Regions from separate parts of the Mus musculus genome. Here region 1 is linked to region 2. Evidence: chromatin contacts called from public Hi-C data. All regions are on one chromosome and are shown on one strand. Each heading gives the region's core, a stretch centred on a gene start, on an enhancer-like site or on the middle of the called end of the contact. The rest is flanking DNA. Distances are from core to core; before and after follow the strand shown. Region 1 overlaps Gm46959 (a long non-coding RNA gene). Region 2 overlaps C530044C16Rik (RIKEN cDNA C530044C16 gene).

Region 1 (5,618 bases), core at 1,304-3,803, 250 kb after region 2:
AGCCAAGAAGACAGAAGAGAATGTTGTTTGTAATGAAAGTGGTCTGTTCCCATTAACCAAAATCCTGCCCCACAGCAGGAACCATGGCAGTCAGGTGTGGTGGCACAGGTCTTTAACCCCAGCCCTCTGGGGGTGCAGAGGCAGGTGGATCTCTGCATTTGAGGTCTGCCTGCTCTACAGAGTGAGTATCAGGACAGTCAGAGCTACACAGAAAAACCCTATCTGGAAAAACAAACAAAAAAACAAATGAATGAACAAGGAAGGAAGGAAGGAAGGAAAGAAGGAAGGAGGAAGGGAGAGAGAGAGAAAGAGAAGAGAGAGGGGGAAGAGAGAGAGAGAAGAGAGAGGAGGAAGAAGAAGAAGAAGAAGAAGAAGAAGAAGAAGAAGAAGAAGAAGAAGAAGAAGAAGAAGAAGAAGAAGAAGAGAGAAGAGAAGGAGAAGAGAAGGAGAAGTGGGGAGAAGAAAAGAAACCATGTTAAGTCAGAAAGGAGAATATTCCCTCTGATCACCCCTGCCCTTCAGCAGCAAAAGCAAAACTGGGACTAAAAACAAAGACATTAAAGCATCTCTAGTGAATCTTCTTCTAGGCCTTGTCTTCTCTGGAAGCCCAGCCCACACCACACTCAGAGAACATCTCAGGCCTGGGACCCCCTCACAATGGGAGATTGATGAGCAAGGAGTGGGCACCCTGAATTCTTCGGGTGTCTTCTCAAGGCATCCCACCCACACAGAAGCCTTTCAGCTCCTTCCTCTTGAACGCCGTGCCTCAGATGGCATTCAGTGGGAGGCGAAGCTGACTGCTCAGGAGCTTCTCAGAGTCTGACCCAGCAGCACATCAAAGCGCCTGACATTTGCCCTGGGAAGACCCCGTGTCCCATTCCCAAAGAGAATCTACCCACTGTCGACGATGACCAGAACTGAGACTTGGAAAGTGGTGACAATGCTCCCCATACAATGAGAGCACAAAGGCGCCTTCACCCTCCACCCAGTGTCCTGTAGATGGAAGCTACAATAGCTGCCACTCATTGCACCCTCATCATGGTCCAGATCCAACATCAACCAAATAATGACAGTTTATCTTCAGAAGGAGGGAAGCTGTAGGTGCTTCCGTTTTATGGATGGCAAAACTGACACTCAGAATCCTTCAAAGGCTACGAAGAACTAATTAATATCTAGTTCCAGCATGAGCACTCTGATCCAATATCCCATAATGTGTCCGGCTGCTCAATAATGTTTCATGGGGGGCAGAGAAAGTTACATTCTTAAGTGAGTGACATTTCAGGTTCTCTCCCATGTTTTTGTTTTGTGTGTGTGTATGTGTGTGTGTGTGTGTGTGTGTGTGTGTGTGTGTGTGTGTGTGTGTGTATGTGTTTAGAGAGATGTCAAGATAATGGGGAAAACCTTAACACATCACTTGCAGTCATCATCATCAACATTTTGCTTTTAGGAAAGTTTCACAAACACAACTGAGCAGAATGGGGATGAGAGTGAAGGCAGGTCTCCTCTTCTGAGACAGCTGAGGCTAACCCAATGAAACACAATCCAATAAGAGCCCAGCCAGACAAAGCACAGCATAGGGGGGTGTGGAGGGTTCACTCTATTTGTACTCTATCTGCTTTCCATAGATGTAGTCCAGCATCATCTTCCCCAGGAGAGAAAACAGGACACGAGGGAGATGACAGTTTCCCTAACACTGGCCCTGTCCACTTCACATAGCGATCTCTCTCTCTCTCTCTCTCTCTCTCTCTCTCTCTCTCTCTCTCTCTCCTTCTGCTCCCATTGTCCTTAAACTAAGCTGTCTTTGATTAATTTTTCAAAGTCATGCTTTTAAACTTTTATTCATTTAAGGAATTTTAGGATAACTACCCCCCCCCAAATTAGCTAACATGCATTATTTCTTAAAAAACTAATGGAGTAATTCCAAGAGAAAGAAAACTTTCAGGGGTACAACATATACATGCCTCTACCTTCTTTGTTAAAACCTTATTTCTGTTCTTTTAAAGAACCTAATGGCTTCTGGTTGTTTGGGTTAGTTTTCACTCCTGAACAATGTGTGCAAAGGGCACTTTAAGAAGGTTCGGGGGTAACCCTGAAAGGGTTTGGTGCTGAGGGGGTTATTTGATACACATCAGGGAGAGATGCATTAGGTGAAATCTCACAGAAGAATATTTATAAGTCAGCCTTTATTGAGCCAAATGATAAGAAATTATCTTTGTGAGCAGGCAAAGATTATATTTCTCTATCACAGAAGCAGAACAAACAGAAAGACAGACTAGCTCTACCAGAATTTAGATCACAGCAAATAAACGTGGCATATCCTATCAAAAAGAAGAAGAAAGAAAAACGCTAATTGACCTTCTGGACATAGCCTGACAGTCAAGACACAAAACCTCAATTGTGAACAGGCTCCATCTCAAGAGCAGCCTGAGGGAGGATTTGGCAAAATGAAGTTTAGGCTTGGACTAATTTCACATGCTAATGAGACTCTCCTGATAAAAGCTGCTTTATAATGGGCGCTAACCAGTTGGCAGATTAACACGATTCAGAACCAACAGAGCAGGAATTAGTCATGTTTGTCATGATACCATATGGCTGGAGAGAAACCGCCAGAGTCTGGTTTAGCCTATTATAGGGCTTGTTTACGGGAACAATGTAGTTAGGCATCCCTGGGAAATCAGTGCAGACTCTAACAGCCCTCTGGAAAGGACACGGTGCAAGGTTTAGACGCAATCCCTTATCATCCTCTGGAAGAAACTAGGATCCATCAAAATCAAGTGGCAGAGATGTCGACATTCCCTCATTCTCTAAAACCCCTGCTTCAAGCAAAGAAAATGTAACAAAAACCATGAATTTAAAACCCAAACACCCCAATAGAGCACCCCCTAGCCTTGTGTGACAGTTTCAGCTTAAATCTGAATGGCACCTCATCGTCACAGATCTAAAATGTAATCATATACTCACTTCATGTGTCCAGCATCCGCGTGTGGACAGTGGCTACCATGTTAAAGAGGACAGGCGGAGAACATTTTGATCACGGCAGAAGGCTCTATCAGCCAATGCTGCTCAGGAGTCAAGGCTCTCCCTCCACAAACATAAGCTTCCCTCACTTTCCTCACTTTCCTCACTTTTAAAATTTAAAGAAAATAATAGCATGCCTCCCGGAAAGTGAGGCCATTTTGGAGAGGATGGTGATGGTAATACCCCTCCCCCCCCATGTGGAGCCTTCATCTAACCAGGTCTTAGTATTTGCTTCAAGGGCACACATGCCATGCTGGAGGCTTTTCTCCCAACTATAAAAAGTCCCTCTGTCTTTGTCTTTGGGGACACACACACACACACAGACTCCAGAAATAGAACATATGCTAAAGCTTGAAAAGATTACATCAAACAGGATTCCTATTATCCAACTGATTCAGCATTTCTTCAGTTAACTCCCCCTATGCTGTGTACCTGGATCATGCTGGTTAATAACTGGTACCTCAGTTATTGCAGATGTCTTCCAGAAGGCATGTGTGCCCCATGATAAAGCTAGACCGTATCAACCCACATAGAGAACATCGGTTCTGTCTCTCTTACATTGTTGGTCTAAGAGACATTGTATTATTGCGATATTTGATCCATATGATATTGAATTATATTTGTATATAATCCACATACAAATTTCCAGTTTTTGAAAGTCAAAAATAGAATCATGGAATGCAGGGGTACTTGCCTATACTCCCAGCATTCAAAAATCAGGAACAGGAGAAGTTCAAGGCTGACCTGGACTACATAATAAGACCTTATTTTAAAACAAAACAAGTCAAACACAGGCATCTTCGTTTGGTTTAGACTAATACTTATTCCAAAACAACCTTAGCACATGGGCTCAGAGATTGAGTAGTAGTTGAGAAATGCCTGAGTTCAAATCTTACCTTGTCACTTAATAACTGGATGTCTTTGAGAAGCCAGTAGATGAATTAGAAAAATAGATGCCACTTGTGAACCAAAAGAAAATAGGTTATTGTGAAAAATCCCATTTTGTATGGTGAAAAACATCATTGAAGACTACTCACATATTCTCAGAATAAGGCTTTTAGCTGTCCATACACCACCTTTGCCAGGGAACATCTATCTTAGGAAATAAGGCGAAGAACAAAAATACAAAGATAGCCCCCCTAAATAACAATGATGTCAAGAGGACCAGGAGCCCCGCTCCTCATCCCGGGCCTGATGGAGGTACTTACAGTTTATCTAGGACTGTGCAAGGAAAGCTTCCCCAGAGACAGAAAGAAGCCACATCTGGAACATCCAGAACAGGGCTTTAAATACAGACACTGGTCTTGAACTTCTGTAGCTTAAGAGCATCGTCATCGCACAGTAATGTTCAGCATTATTTCTCAAGGCAGCAGAAACACAGGGCTAACCTCCCCACGTTGAGCCTTTTTAATTCATCAAAGCAACCATGGTACTAAGCTATGGGATGGATAAAGGGCAGTGAGGGGCCAGCACCAAAAAGGAGGCCAGGGAAAGAGGCAGCCTGTGGGCCCTGGAAGCAGACCTTGAAGACAAATAGGCAGGTGCCAGAAAAGGAAAAGCAGACCAGGTTGGGACCAGGAGAAAAAGAGAACTGTGGCTAAGACAGAATCCAAGCAGAGAAACTGTGAACTCTAAGAGCTTACCTCATGGGGCAGACAATCTGTGAGCCAGGTGAATCCCAGGATGGGATTTAACAACATATGAACATGAGAGAGAAGAACGGGACTTCTTTATGCTAAAAACTCATCATGTAAGATGTTTTGCTTCCAATCAGTAAGTTCCAGCTTGCTACTGAAGTGAAGACGAGGCAGCCTTAATTTTAAACATCAATACGCACTCATTCACACCAGCTTTGTTTATAATTATTACAGTGTGTGTGTGTGTGTGTGTGTGTGTGTGTGAGAGAGAGAGAGAGAGAGAGAGAGAGAGAGAGAGAGAGAGAGAGAGAGAGAGAGAGCTAGTTCCTGGGGATAATAACCAGGTTGTCAGGCTCAGCCACACCTATTCGCACTGAGAACCCTACCAGCTCCCAATGTAGCAATCTGAGAGAAAGCACAGAATTTGGATTCAGAGAAAGCTGAGTGATGTAGCCGGTTCATTGCTTGTTAACTTCATGACAGAGAGTGTTATTCAAGTCTAGGAAGTCAGCTGCTACATTTTAAAACACCTTTACTGTTCTGTGGTAAGTCTGGAGGAGCCACACCCAGCAAATACCCAGAACTTGCAAATAGTAAGGTCTCTTCCCTGAATTGATGACTCATTTCTTAGCAACTGAAATGGTTGCTAGATTTACTTTCTTTGTTGTCTTTTGGGTCTGTCTGTCATTTCCTTGGTAACCTTGTTGGATATACATCCCTTTCGAAGAGTAAACAGGCTCTGTGTCTACTCTTCCTATGTTGGTTTCGAAGTTCACTTTTGTGCTTGCTTTTGCTTTTGTTCTTAGTGCAGGCAGCACCTCTAGGCCAAATGTCAACACTAGAAGGAGTCTGTTGTCTATTGATGACAACAGGGTAGAAAAAAAAAAATATCCTCAAAAGCAAGATTATCCTCTACACCTGCCAAAAAAATCTAAGCCATCTGCCCACCGCCTCCCACCGAGA
Region 2 (5,527 bases), core at 1,273-3,772:
TCCCATTAGTCCCCCTCCCTCAATGATAGCAGTAGTCCAATCCTCAGAAGAATCCTGTGAAAATGGACAGCACTTTTCTCTATGCTGCACTGGAGTATCATAGAGAAAATGAGCCTGTGCTCTGATATCATCCCAGGAGAGCAGAGGGTGACCTTGGAGAGGTCAGGGATTCCCACTGATTCAGTTCCTAGAGACAAGAAGCTGCTTGATGAGAGAGAGAGAGAGAGAGAGAGAGAGAGAGAGAGAGAGCCTTCCTTAGAGCCTCACGGTTGGAGATGAGCCTCTTTAGGACTATCTCTCAGAAAGAGGTGGCCTTTGGTGAACTGATGCCAGTCCTAGGATGAAGAGCTGCTGCGTGGTGGGTAGATACTCTGAGGGACCAGAGGCTGTTTGTGAGAGCAAGGGTCCAAACATTTGAAGAGCTGCTGTTTAATAGAAGGTCCAGGTTTCTCTGGGTAATCCTTGCCAGGTGAATGCAGAGAGGATCCTAATGTTGGAAGAGAAGGAAAGGAAGATGGAAGATCTTTCCAGCAAGCATTAGAGTGTGAAGGTTCTCAGGGATTAACACTGACTCTGCAAGGAAGAGTCAAATATTCATCTGCAATCCATAACTCTTTTTTCTCAAGTTCAAATCTAAAACTTACAACAAGTTTAAACCAACACCCGTCTAACCGCTAATCTAGGTAATAGCTTCCCTCCTCAAGCAGCTTTGCTGGGACACAGTGGTGACAATCCATCACTTTGCCTCACGTCTGCCCACATTCCTTACCTGCAATGCTGCTGGTCCTTTGGAATGTAGTATTTAGTTATGCTTTTAAAATCATGGCTGTCCCCCATGACTTTTGCTTGTTCAGGCTTTCTGAACCGCTTTATACACATTTACTCTAGAACTGTGTGACCCTGTGGCCACATTGTAGGTTCTACTGATGGTTCTGTTTATTCAGTAGAGCTCTGCTTGGACAGTCCATCTCCCAACTACTCTCAGCCCACCCTCCCTATACAGACTGGGCTGTCCATGGGAATAGAGGGTGGTTCCAGGCCCTGACTCTCATTGGAAAGTTATAAATCTGAATCACAAAGTGCATCTGTAACATTTCTGTGTCTCTATTCGCATGGTCTAAGTCCATTGGTAGTACTTGCTTGATATACTGCAACCGCTCCACAAACATGTCGAGGAGGCTGCACCCAGAACTTTCTACAAGTCTTTTATTTTCCCCCAGACTTTTCTCAGTAAGCCACCCTTCCCAGGTCTGTGGGGTGCAGGCCTGGGTCTCTCCTGTTTTGCTCTGAACCTCACTTCCAAGTAGCTGCACTGCTGCTTGGCCTGTCTTCTGCACTGAACCCCCTCCCTTCTCCAGCTCAGGGTGTTTGGCTGTGCCTCAGAACCCTTCATGGGCCATACAGAGGGGTAACAGGAGTGATAACATTACCATCAAATTCCTTGCACCTTTAAAGGGGACAACAGTCCTCAGCCTAGGTATGCGCACGAGGGGCAGTGGGGGGGGGGGGGGGGAGAGAGAGAGAGAGAGAGAGAGAGAGAGAGAGAGAGAGAGAGAGAGACTCAGAGCTCAGTTTGTCTTTCACCGCCCTCTGCTGGTTGAGGTGGGGACTTTTAAAAAATCAAAGAACTGAGCTGAGAACTATGCAGTGGACTCTGATATCTGCAGGAACTTGGTAAGACAAGGGTGGGATAGGATGGGGGTGGGGTAGGGGTGTGGCCAAAAGTTTATATTTTATGGAGGAACAAAGTGATGTTAAGAAACCTTAAAGCCACTGTGTCTGAAATAGAAGCAGTGTTGCACAACCGGTTCAGTCCGATCCGCAGCCCAGGCGCCACCTGGTGCTGAACTTTTTCTGTCCATGCCCAGGTACCTCTTTACCACCCAGAGACAGAGGGAGTGGGAAGCAAGAATGCACAAATCCTTTAAACATGGGGCTACGTGGGGACAAAAGAGCCACAAGAGATTGAGGTCTGGCTTCTATCTTATAGCTACAATAGTCTTTTAGTGCCACCCAGGCGTGTGACAGGCCCCCTCTTTCTAATCTGTGAAGGGCTGTTCTCTGCTAATTTAGAATGGGGAGTGCAGGCTTTGTTTCCAATTTGTGTCCCGACACACCATCTTGATAGTGAGATGGGTGCTGACATATATTTTTATTGCAGAGATGAGGACCAGAGATGTGAGACTCTCGTGGCTACACAGGGCATAGAGATACTCACATCTTATTCCCACCATTCATGGGTGTGACTGTCAGGGAATCACTGGCAAAATGAACCCTTGCCAGTGGTGGCCAGTAAGGAAGCGGATGGGAGGCAAACTCTTAAGAAAGATGGGATCCGTGTCTCCCAGAGAGGTGGGATTTAAATAAACAAAGCAAGACAGAACCCAGGGGCAACGGGGGCCCCGAGAGAGCAGTGCAAATACAGATGTCCAGGGCCGGTGTACCGAACAGAGCAGAGGAGGGAGGTGGGGGCCAGGGCAGGACAGCTCTGCTCAGCAGTAGCTCTGGGGGTGAGCAGTTGTGAGCCTAGCCTGTGGGGAGCTGGGAGGGAAGATTACTTCTCTAAAGGTTGGCAGATCCTCTCGTTCCCATGACGTAAAGGAAATCGTGGAAACTTTCTGTCTGGGACAGGATCCAGGCACTCGAAGTCCTTGCCAACACTGTGATTTCTCATCTGTATGTTTGAAAGGAAGTTAAATAAATACGAGTTTTAATAATCTCTCTCATCGCTGACCACTGCCGTGAGCGCGACGCTGTGCTAAGCACCTCCGGGGCATCATCTCCTTTACCCTCCAGTACCTACAGGTCAGGCATGATTATTATCCTCATCTATGGCAAGGGGATTCTAATGTCTGGTGACACACAGGTGTACTAGCTAGTTACGAGTCTAAGTTTTAAGTGTAAACTAAGAATTTTGTTTCTCTTCATCCCATACCCCTGCTGTAAATGGCAATCTTCAGAGAACCCGCCCCCCGGCCCCCCGGTGTGAAGTGGATCTGATTTTTCCTACTGTGAGGCAACAAGAGGAGCCTTCAGAATTCCTTTGAGTGTTCTTAGGACACTTAGGTAGGTCTAACAAGTCTCTTCCCCAAAAGATACATGTGTTGGTGAAAACAGCTCAGTTTTTGAAGAAAAGGGAACCTACCTGCAGTTCTCAAAATGACCAGACGGTGGCAGTACACCATCAGTGATGCCATAACTTTTTTTGAGGTTTAAAGTTTGAGAAAACTGAATGCTGAATAGGTTTTTATGGGGACACAGAATTTTCGGTGCTAGAGCTCATTAAGCAATGCAGATAAAAATGGATAGCCTACAAAAATTTAATTTCTGTTTTCAACAGTATTTAGTTCATTGTTCAAAGTTGGTGATGCTATAGCTATCTATCCATCTTTAGGGTGAGCGTTGCCTTAAAGCTGATGGAGCACCGCCTAGAAAACAAAACAAAACCCTCAGTGCAGGGCTTAGGAAAGAATGTCCTACAAGGAGAGGGATGCTAACCTTGGTTTAAATATAAATTAAACCCTCATCATCTTTTACAGTTAAGTGAAACTTCTCGAGACAGCGGTGAAAGGTCTCCCTTCAGATATCCAACCAGACTTCACCTGAGGGGTTTTTCTCTCTGGCTTTAACTTTGTATGCCCCCCCCACCCCCCAAGCCTTTGAAGTGGTTATTTTAATATTTGTTGTGCTAGTGAAAGGGCCTGGTTTTAGTCTCTGTTCGCATTGCATTTCCAGGCCAAACATTTGATGTTTTTGCATCGCTCCCTTCCGGGGACCACGACTCCACTTTGTTTTATGACCAGAGCTGAAGCCAGCACCCATGACCCCGGAGAAGGGGACTGAGTTATTTATCCCCTCGGACGTTTCATTAAAGCACGGTTCATCTCCGCAAACAGTGTTTCCTAAACATGCTCTCTGATTACACAGAATGTTTTGCCTGTCCAGCTAAGCCATATTTTTTTAAGGGACATTTTTAAACACGCATGTTCAGGAACTCGAGCACCCGGTGGGGCGGGGGCAGCCCGGTGTGCAGCATTTAGAAGTGGAGTTGCTTCCTAATAAATACACAGCGGGGTCCTACAGGCGTGGGAGGTCCGTTCATATTTGTGGGAGTTAAGAGCATGGATTCCAAGGGAATTCAGAGTACAGACACTTAAAATAACACCAGTAAAGCTACATTAACCGCAGTGCCCTCAACACGTTGCCTTGAATGTGGTGCAATTTTTATTAGGTGAGGTTTTGTATGTTAAAGCCAGAAAACAAAACCAAACAGAAAAGCCAAAGAAACGGGCAAAACTTGGGATAATCCCTCTGTAAATATTTAATGAGAAACAGAACTGAGGTAGGTCGCCATTCATCTACTTTGATAACAGAGTCTGTGGAGGCTCTCCTAGTGGACTCTGGGGCAGCAGGGCAGATCTCCCCTGGAGCAGCTCATCCAGGCTGTGGCTAACACTGACATACTGACACTTGTCACGTTCAGCCGGATGGCAGCTCATGTGGGCAGGACACGTTTGACCAGAATTCCCCAGTGTCCCTCTGGAAGGGAAGTGGGTTATGTTTCGTGACCAGGGTTATCTTTATTTACTCATGTTCAGGTCAGCAGAAGAAAACGCACTGCATTAAAGTGTCGCAGGGCCATCATCCCCTCTGCTTCACCAGCCTGGGTTTCTGTTCTGGATCCCGTCTGCCTCCCACTCCCACCCCCACCCTCCAGTCCTCCCAGGGCAATCCTAGCTTAGCAGCTGCCAAGAAGTCAGAAGTGGCTGACCTGCAAGCCCCTTAGAGTCACAGCCTGTGTCAGGAACAAAGAAAAGACTACCTCATGTCCCTTGCAGATGCACTGAGAAATCTGAGGTCACTCTGTGAGGATACATCTGATGCCCTCCGTTCTCCTCTATCAGACTCCTTTACTGACAACCGAGACCCCTCACAGTGTCTTTTGATTATCAAGTGAATGGGATAGTATTTCCAAGGCCTTTCTGTAGTAAACTCTCATCAGCCTGATTCTCAGATAGAGTATGAACTTAGAATACTGAATTATGAACAAAACAGAGAGATGACTTAACTGAAGGAGGCTCTAACGAGTATGCGTATGCTTTGACAGATGTAGAGTATTTTTGATTTTGGATTTTTTTCCTTTGGGGGAAAATATTTTATTTACTTTTCTTATGTCCATCTGATAGGCATTATCAATAAGTGGAAAGAATTAGCTTTCACGGATTCCATGGTGAATGGTAAGTGTGGTAGATACATTTAACCTGACTGTATCATGATACGTATTCATGATTAGTGAATTGTAGTGTTGTGGTTCATGTCTTAGTCTTTCAATAGTAACCATAATACCCTAGTATAATCATTAGATGTACTATCTAAAAAATGGAACTGTTGGCAAAGCCCACCCCCCATCACACACACACACACACACACACACACACTTCCTTAAAGCAGAGCTTACCCCTGTGTTCTTAGCCACCACTGAATTTTTTTTTTTTTTTTTTTTTGCTCTCAACTTTCACTAAATAAC

The links. A called contact is a pair of places that touch in the nucleus more often than the background predicts.
Region 1: a Hi-C map of cerebellum shows a contact between it and region 2, with 2.6 times the contacts expected there. The contact joins two enhancer-like sites. A contact is called at or near these places in 4 of 484 Hi-C or Micro-C datasets (cerebellar granule neurons, cerebellum, nephron progenitors and 1 more) and 1 of 9 other capture datasets (embryonic stem cells).

What each region holds. Positions count from the first base shown.
Region 1 is chr6:51,054,893-51,060,510 of GRCm38.p6, forward strand. The region is part of intron 3 of Gm46959 (a long non-coding RNA gene); the gene reads left to right. It overlaps Gm31746 (a long non-coding RNA gene), which reads right to left. Exons shown (of 2, transcript XR_869077.2): 1 at 2,962-5,618. Among named protein-coding and RNA genes, the nearest start is that of Gm31746, 3.6 kb to the right of the region's middle. Within about 2 kb of position 2,554, at least 35 of the 459 cell types and tissues checked have an H3K27ac peak or open chromatin away from gene starts, as enhancers often do. A contact at or near this core is called in cerebellum and neural progenitor cells, where this site is marked.
Region 2 is chr6:50,805,154-50,810,680 of GRCm38.p6, forward strand. The region is part of intron 4 of C530044C16Rik (RIKEN cDNA C530044C16 gene); the gene reads left to right. It overlaps Gm31455 (a long non-coding RNA gene), which reads right to left. Exons shown (of 5, transcript XR_869068.3): 4 at 2,559-2,674; 5 at 1-487. Among named protein-coding and RNA genes, the nearest start is that of Gm31455, 14 kb to the right of the region's middle. Within about 2 kb of position 2,523, at least 106 of the 459 cell types and tissues checked have an H3K27ac peak or open chromatin away from gene starts, as enhancers often do. A contact at or near this core is called in cerebellum and neural progenitor cells, where this site is marked.